Regions from separate parts of the Triticum aestivum genome. Here region 1 is linked to region 2. The links are chromatin contacts, called in public Hi-C maps. All regions are on one chromosome and are shown on one strand. Each heading gives the region's core, a stretch centred on a gene start, on an enhancer-like site or on the middle of the called end of the contact. The rest is flanking DNA. Distances are from core to core; before and after follow the strand shown. Region 1 has its middle 91 kb from the start of LOC123055148. Region 2 holds the start of LOC123050578 (barwin).

Evidence for each region. Hi-C and Micro-C count contacts between places; a contact is called where the count stands out from the background.
Region 1: a Hi-C map of leaf shows a contact between it and region 2, with 4 times the contacts expected there. The contact joins the enhancer-like site here to the promoter of LOC123050578 in region 2. A contact is called at or near these places in 2 of 5 Hi-C or Micro-C datasets (both in leaf).

Annotation. Positions count from the first base shown.
Region 1 is chr2D:630,426,582-630,431,086 of IWGSC CS RefSeq v2.1, forward strand. No RefSeq gene overlaps it. Among protein-coding and RNA genes, the nearest start is that of LOC123055148, 91 kb to the right of the region's middle. Within about 2 kb of position 2,015, at least 8 of the 8 cell types and tissues checked have an H3K27ac peak or open chromatin away from gene starts, as enhancers often do. A contact at or near this core is called in leaf, where this site is marked.
Region 2 is chr2D:630,297,475-630,301,816 of IWGSC CS RefSeq v2.1, forward strand. It overlaps LOC123050578 (barwin), which reads right to left and starts at 2,602. Exons shown (of 1, transcript XM_044473353.1): 1 at 1,750-2,602. The coding sequence starts at 2,435. The coding sequence ends at 1,941. LOC123056106 reads left to right here and starts at 3,198. Exons shown (of 5, transcript XM_044479840.1): 1 at 3,198-3,232; 2 at 3,326-3,377; 3 at 3,887-4,342. The coding sequence starts at 3,198.

The DNA.
Region 1 (4,505 bases), core at 765-3,264, 130 kb after region 2:
AAGCAAGCAATCAAATCCGGCATGACCTGCAAACTGGCATGACACGCCAGGTCAGTACATTGAATGTACTTGCAAGCTCACAATAACCAGAAGCATTCAAGACAAACAACAGCATGGCAATTACAGGTTAAACAGGAATTATCATGATATCATCAGAATAACATGGCATGACCAACATAAACATGATACAGCTAACACAACATGAACATATTAATCTAACCATACTAGCATGCAACATGATGACACTATATGCATCACTTATTCTGCTCAGGCTACCTTGTAACCAACGCATGCATCACTTACCAACCTCGGACATCACACGGTCATCTCAGGATCAAATCAAGCTTGGTATAAACAATACTGTAGTGATCATTAAATGACCACAAGGAGCTTGATCATTACCCATGATTCTCGCACAATATCACGAATATCCAACAACTCGGTATCCTTGATACCACGGTGATCCTTACGGCGATCAAAACCACGACCAACACTTGGCCCGTCATCCTTACGGCGATCACAACCACGACCAACACTTGGCCCGTGATCCTTACGGCGATCACAACCACGAGTTTTCATTAATCAAGTTATTCTTATTACTGTTGACTCATGGTGTGACCTACTTTCGACCTGGGCCCTTATCCGCGGGCGTGGCTATCGATAGATTTAATATACACTCTGTAGAGGTTAGTACACTGTACCCAAACTACGGAACCCATGGCCTCGCACTCCCATTCGGGTGGACCAACGGTGTTCCGACAAAACCGATCTACTGCCATGACACTCTCCCGGCCACTCCGACTCACTCCCCTCTGGGCTAAGTCATGGGTGGCCCCCTGTCTACCAAAGACACAACGACCACCGTCGTGGCCCGTCCCACTCTGGGACCCGGATCCAAAACTAACTCAACAACAAGCACACAAGGCTTATGTCCGCCTACCTGATCAGGGTAGCGCGCGCCCATAACCTTCCCTCATTTGAGGCACCGGCGAGAGGCACAACAATAGACCCAGTTAGGACCGTCCCATACCGGTAAGCGTGGTTGCACTGGTCAGCATCGATTCAGCGGCACCATGACTCAGCCAACAGTTGTTCAAGTTCAATTTAATCCGGTTAACTTGAATGCAAATATGCTGAGCCATGATAAAATAACATTATGCAAATTACAATGGATGAACATGATATCAACATAATCATGACGGTATCACATACTATCCACCATATCAACAATGAATCATATCCACTGAGCACGACATACTGACTAGCATGAACATCATCAGTACATAAATATGTACTACTAGCAAGCATAAATATATGAAAGGAAATACTAGCATGTAGAACATGATAACAGAGTACAAGACAACATAGCACAAAAGTGAGCATGCAAATCTAAACATCATCGGAGCAACGATAACCATCTTTTCAACAAGCAAACATTTAATAAAGATTCAAGTTGAAAACCATGGCTACTGCATGACTATCATGCAAGTGGGTATTGTGGCTTGCCTGGGGATGAAGAAGGCACCGGGGAGAAGTGCGGTGAAGCCGCGGAAAGATTTGCCGGAAATAGTTCTCTCTCGGAGGGGCTGTTTACGTGCAAGGGCAAAAAGGTCATTTTCACAGGGTCAAACCATAGTGAAAGCATGACCAACAGAACAGGCTCGACGAAACGAAGAAATAGGCTTTGGAATCACCTCATTTGGAGTTACGGTTGCGGAGTTGTGAAGGGTGGAAGAGCAGGGACTAATCTGTAAAAATTTATCACCAACGGGTCCCTGAGTGGATAAGGCAGAGGCGCAAAATCAGAAATATGCTTTCAGAACGGAGAAAACGCCTTCTGGGCCGCAGTAGAGGAAAATACGTTTTCCAGAAGAGAAAACGTATTTTGAACAAAAGAAGATGGAAATACGCCTTTAGAGCAAGAAAACGTATTTCTTGGTAAATACGTTGTCACTTACGTGACGTGGCAGAGGCGGGGCCGGCTTCAGGGTGGCTGACGAGAGGGTCCCGCACGCAGGGGAGGGGCCGAGCCACGCTCGTCTTCTTCCTCCTGTTGCTCCCCCGTGCAGGACAGAAGAAGCAGGAGAGGGGCCGCGCTGCCGGTGACGTGGCGGCCGGCTCAGGCCAGCTCCGGCCCGGCCGAGCACACCGGCTGGGTCGCAGGGGCCTCGTGCACCCGTTCCCACGGCTAGGAGGCGCTGGGGAGGCGCGGGGAGATGGCGAACGGCGGCGACCCGAGGAGCACAGAGAGACGCGGGTGGAGGTGGTTGCCGGCGACCAGGGCACTCCGGCGAGGGCTGAGGGCGTGGGGTGGTTCCCCGGCACGTGGGGGAGGCAATGGTGGAGTCCGGAGGGAGTGGGAGGGCTTGGACAGGCCGGACGGGTGGAGGCCGAACGGTGGAGGCGGCGGCCGAGCTCGAGGAACACGACCACGGTGCTCTCCGGCGATGGGAAAGTGGTTGGGGTGAGCTGCGGGCGTGAGGGGAACGCGGGGGACAAGTTGGAATGGCGAGGGGATGGCTAGGCACATCGGGGAGGAGCGAACTCCGGCGATGGCCGAGACGAACACGGCAAAGAACAGCGAGATTTGGCGATTCCAGAGGGCAAATGAGGCGAGGGAGGGATGGATGAGCTGCGGGAGGGCTCGGGGCACGCTTATATAGCCGCGGGGAGGCTTCTCGAGCTCACGGGCGAGCTCCCGACCAAGCATTAATGGAGGGCAATGGTTGGGCATGGCACGGGCATGGACCTAGCGACGTATTCATGGAGAACCACGACGAAGCAGCGATGCAGGGCGATGCAGAGGCTCACGGGGCAGCTAATAGACATGGTTTGAGGTCGAGACAAGGAGGGAGGAGACGAGCATAGTGGCCGGAACAAGCCAGAGCACGCCTGCAGCCATGACGCAAGCGTGATGACCACGCGCACTGGCGCAAGCGGCGCTCCTTGGCGTGGCCAACCATGTCCAGTGGATGGACCTTGGTGCCCTTAGTCCAACTGAAGAAATAAATCGGTCCAGGGGCAAAGAAGAGATTTGCACTTAGCTCCAAAAGTAAATCAGTAAGAAGGTGTTTGTAACTTGTTGTGGTTAAACCAGCTTGGTAACATGGTAAAGTGTTTGTATGGTGATGATCACACACTAAGGTGATGCTGATCGCCAAAATCCAGACTAAGAGGAGGAGTTTAGAGGGTGGTTGCTGTAGAAAGTGCCATAATGGACAGAAATGGGAATTTGGATGATGCACTCACATAGTTGCACCGATTGAGCTGAAAATGGTTATGGCCCAATGATTTGAAGATATTAAGATTCCCAAGGAGTTTCATGCCATTTGGATGAACCAAAATAGCACTTGCTTCAGAAAGATTTATTCTGACCAGAAACTTGGAAAAATTCCACAGGGCAAATGGTCAAAGGGATTGAGCCACAACTTGGTGGGGCGAAGTTATATAGATACCAGAAGGTCTAAAAAATTGGCAGCCATAATGGAGCAAGATAAAATATACTTGCTTCACAAACTGAAATTTTGACCAGAAACTAAGAATTGAAGATGAGCTCACATGGTGGCATGACATGAGCTCAACTTTGGTGGAGGGCCATGATATGATGATATGAAGGACCATGCAAAATGGCAACTCATTTGGATATGCCTAGCTTGTACCTCCTTCACAAAGCTTCTTTCTGGACAGAAACTTTGGAAAATCATAATTAAATAATTACTAGGCAAATGAGGTTGCATTTTGGCATGGGGCAATGATCTGGACATGAAAAGACGGCCAAGGAGTTTGAGGTCAATTGGGCAAAGCAAAATGACACTTGCTTCACAATGTGCCATTTAGGGCAGAATAGGAAATGAATTATTGGAGGATTATTTTTGAACATGGCAATGAACAGTTTTGCCATATTTGATCAATATATGACCCAAACAATTTATGAGAATTATTTGGGAATTTATGGAGCGATGGAAATATAGGTTGCTTCACAACCTAAGGCAATATGAGTTATTCCTTTAATAGAAAAGGAATATTCCCAATAAAAAGAATATTGGGATTTGGGCTAGGATGAAAATGACAGGGTCTAGGGAAAGATTTAGGAATGACAAGCCACTCTGGAAACAAAGAAGAGGGCATCTTCTTCAGTTTCCAGACCACAAAGCCACGGAAAAAGAAAATTCAGGCAAAAACCTCGGAGAAACAAAAGAAAAAGAAAGGGCCAAAAATCAGGCTGTCACAGATTGCCAAAGGAATTAGCAGAAGATCTCAGGGAGCTTCATTTGGAGATTGTTCCTAGAGGTTTTGTTGCAGCGATGGAAGTTCAGTCTACATTGATGGGAAAGATTCGTGAAGCTCAGAAGGATGACAAGGAAATTGCCGAGATAAAGGAGAAGATGAGTGAAGGAAAAGCCAAAGGTTTTTGTGAGGATGAACACGACACCTTGTGGTTTGAGGACCGTGTATATGTGCCAAATAATGCAGAGATCAGGAAGTTGATACTTCAGGAAGCTCAT
Region 2 (4,342 bases), core at 1,352-3,851:
GCAAAAGAAAAATGGAAATCCGACTTACTCCATGGTATCAAGATGCTCGCACACGTTTCAGAAATAAGGCGCTCTCACGATTGCATGCTAGTCCCCCCATACCTGAATTATTTATTACGAAAATAGATAAAAATGAATGTATCTAGAACTAAAAATTACTTCTAAATACATCCATTTTCGCGACAAGGAATTTGGGACGGATGGAGCAGTACTTTTTTTTTTATTCTTTTGACACTAGTTTTATGCCATTAGTTTGGACACTATTAGTACTTATCCTTTTTTAGATGACTAGTACTTATTTGATCTCGATATAGGCTTTTAATCTTCCATTATATATTAAAAGTGTTAGATTTTGCTTGTAGGCCTTTGGCCCAACGTACCCGCTGTCACGCAAGTCTTTTCCATCCCTTCTTCCGGCGTGCACCGCGAGAAGGGACAGCAAGCCTCCGGAACCCCGTCTCTCATGATCTTGTACGGGAGAGGGGCGATCAGGTTTTTAGGGAGTGCACTCACGCAACTGCTGACAGCGACGACTTCCTCAATGACAACTTCTTCCCCGACCTCGGCAACCTTTTCATCAACGACATGGGCAACAACATCAACGCCAACGGTTCTGCTCCCGCTGCACCATATGTGATTTTGTGCTCCTTGTTTGAGATCGTGCTAGAATTCCTATTTGTAGTCTGTGCCATAGATTTGATATGTTCATCTACTATGCTAGTCTGCATGATTAGTTCAATCTCTATTATTGTTGTCATGATTTATTCACTGTTTATTCGGATTAAATATTGTAGTAATTTACTTCTATATTCAACAAAAAGCACATATCGGGCCGTGAACCAACCTGTGTTTGGATGGTTACGAGGACAATGACATCCTTAGTCCAGCAGAGTTCATGCCCTAGGCTTGACATTGGTGATCACATTTTTTGGATTTACTTCAGGCCTTCTGACAATATGCATTCAATAGGAGGAGACGTTTCCATTGACTACAAAGAAATCTGTGGCGACTTCGTCAATCCAGTCGGTTTCCTAGCAAGCCACGAGCCAATCTCACGGACGGGAAACTGAGTATCACTAAGTCTTTACTATCAACTTTTTATTGCCAACTATTTCAGGTACTGTTCGAGTCCATCAAGGCCTCTTCATGGACGACCTATTGCGTTCACAGTCGGCTCTAACAAACAAAGTCCTCGACCGAAAGGAGCCGGCACCATTGGCGAGACCTTGAAGGATCCAGGGGCTACTGACCGCGGGGTTCCCCCGGGTTCACTCGGCGGGGAGCCTCTTTGCTCATGGCGACCTTGCCCGAAATAATCTCCATTTCTCTCACAGTGCAGCAACAATAGTTAGCCAATACCCAGTGAACGAGGCACCTCCCAGTGCAGCAACGAGCAGACGAGCCAACACGCAAAGAACAACACGCACCACCAACAGAACTATGGTACACGTTCATCATCTGTCATCATGGTGAAACAATGTACGGAAGAGCCAGTCAACAACACGTCACGTCCATCGGGTGCCTCGTCACTATCGCCATTGCCACACGGATTGCTACACGCCGTTAAGATCCGGTGGTACAGCCATACGACAGCAACCCCGCCGGGATATATACGCTCTCCAAAGGGCTCGACGTCTTCGTTGAAGAACGCCGCGGCCACCCAAGCCGGCAGCCGGACTGACCTGAGGGCTGAGGCTAATACAACTCCCAAACTTTAGGGTTGTTTCAGCTGCTACTTCACGCACTTGATTTCTGCCAACTTCTGAAATTTATTCCACTTCCCGCTGTTACAATCATACGATCCATACATGAAATTTATTCCACTTCCCGTTTGATTTATTCCACTTGATCCGTGCCATGCATGCATACATGTGTGCGTACAGCGCAACAATGCGGCATCTGAGCATCATGCATGTGCTACTACGTACAGTAGCTTTTAATTACTCAACAGCATGAATGCTGGCTGGGAGCGTCTCGTTCTTTCCATGGAAGTTGATGTGGTTGTCGCCGCAGTCGACGAACTGGTAGTTGACGATGAGGTGGCCCCTCTGGTACCCCATGCCGTCGGTGTCGATCTTGACGAACACCGTGTCCCAGTCGAGGTCCAGCCCGCCGTTGGCGCACTGGTCCACGATCCTCGCTGTGATCTGCGCCCCCGTGCCCGTGTTGGTCACCCGGATGCACCGCCCGCACGACGCCTGGCCGCGGGGGCCGGCGGGGCCGCAGAACGCCGTCCAGCCGTACTTGGACCGCCACGAGAACGGCTTGCCGGCGTCCCAGGTGGAGCAGTAGGCGCTCACGGCGCCCAGGTCCCAGCCGTTCTGAGCCGGGCTGTAGTAGTGGTACGTCGCCCGGACGTTGCTCGCCTGCTGCGCCGCGGCGGCCGTGGCACCGGCGCACAGGAGCGCCGCCACCAGCGCGAGGCGTGCGGCCATCCTCGTCAACGTAGCAGAGGATGATCGTACCAGAGTAGCTAGCAGCTGCTGACAGTGGAATGGGAATCGCTCTTCGCCGCTACTATTATTATATAGAGGTGGAGTTGAACGCGGCGCGTCAGATATGGAAGGATGATGGTAGACTTTTCTTCTCTTCACAGCTTCTACGAATTTTCCACAAACTGGGAATCAATTGCATGAACAGCTCATAAGGACATATATAGATATGCTTTTAAGAGATGTGGCATACGTGTCCAGCTACCAAGCTGGAAATTTTAGCAAAACTGTTACAGGTGTGGATGGCTGCCTATGTAATCATGTCAGCGTGTCACTTTCTACAAATTTGTGCGGCTGCAATTGCAAACACGTGGGCGAAAGCTAGAGGGAAGATATATCTTTACGCATAATTGAAGTTTTAGATAAGATGGCTCGATTTATTGTTATGAAATTGAGTTCTCACCAATTCATTGAGATACCGACAACACCAACTGCCTAAAACAAGTCAATCAAGAAACCGCGAAAAGAAAACGGGACCTCACGTCTTCGTATTTTCACTCAACATATCACAACAATTAGATTAGGGTCCTCCAAAGAAAGGCAAGGCGGCTAGGGTTTCTGCCCCCCGTCGCCGCCGCCGCCAATTTGCCACGTCTTCTGTGGCCTTACGACCATGGGTGCGCGGTGGATCCCAGCCTAGGAAGGCGAGACGGTGGCGGCTTCTTGAAGATAGAATAAGGTTCTCCCCGCCTAGCCCTCGTCCCGATGGTGTGTCTAGCTTGGTCGGATGGCGTGTGGAGGTGTGTCTCCGACGAATCTCGCGGGGTTCGATCGGTGGTTGTGTTTGGTGGCTCGGATTCGGTCTTTGTTCGTCTTTGTTCATGTGTGTTCAGGTTGGATCATTTCAATCTAAACTTCTCTTCGTCGGTGGCGTCTGCTGTTCTGGTGCGTTGGTCATATGGGGTCTTAGCACGACGACTTCCCGACTATCTACCACAACAAGTTGGGCCGGCCTCCGGCGAGAGAGGGGCGATGACGGCGGCGTGCCTTCGGCTCGCTTTCGTGCTTGTAGTCGTCGGTAGGTGGTCTACGAATCTGGATGTGATTTTTATTATTTCTGGTGTTCGTTGTACTGCCATGATTGAAAATGAATAGATTGGAAGTTTCTCGAAAAATGCAATTAGATTAAGGTAATACCATTGTTAGAATGGGAGACAAAATGAAGCCTCCTCAGGGCGTCTGAATCTGGGTCGTCGGATTAGCGTCCCAAAAGACTCTGGACCGTCGGATCTTCGAGTGAGACGATCCTGGCCGTCGGACGTTCGAGTGAGACGATCTGAGCCGTCGGATCGAGCACGGCACTGCTACAATGAATAGTGTGGTGCCACCGCTGTAAATCCCGTGCCCCACCGAGGGCATTCTTGTCTTTTCACACACAAGCGTATAAAAGGAAGCACGCCGTGTGGAATCCGCCATCCGCCGCGGCCCTCTGCTTCACTCCAGCCGTCGCCGCCTCGCGTCCGGTTCTTCTCCCCTTCTCTCTCTTCGCCGAGCTCGCCGCCGCCGCTGCTCGCCTCGTCCCCTCGCGCCTCCAACCCCTAGCCTCCCCTTCTCCTCCTCCCGTCCTCTCCTCCGCCGCTCGGTCGCCGTGCCCGTGCTGCTCAACCTCCGCCATCTTCTCCTACTCCAGCGCCTCATCCCCTGATCTCACGTGCTCGGCCTCCATCCCGTTCCCCTGCCTGGCGGCGCTCTCTACCGCTGTCGTCGCTACGTATTCTCCTCCCCGACCATCGACCTCAGGCCGCCGCTCCGTCCCCCGTCCCCATCGCAGCCCTCCTCGAGCAGCAGGACAGGCGGCGGCCAGATCCACCACGACCGCCGCAGTTCGTCCGGATACGCGCCCACCCCAG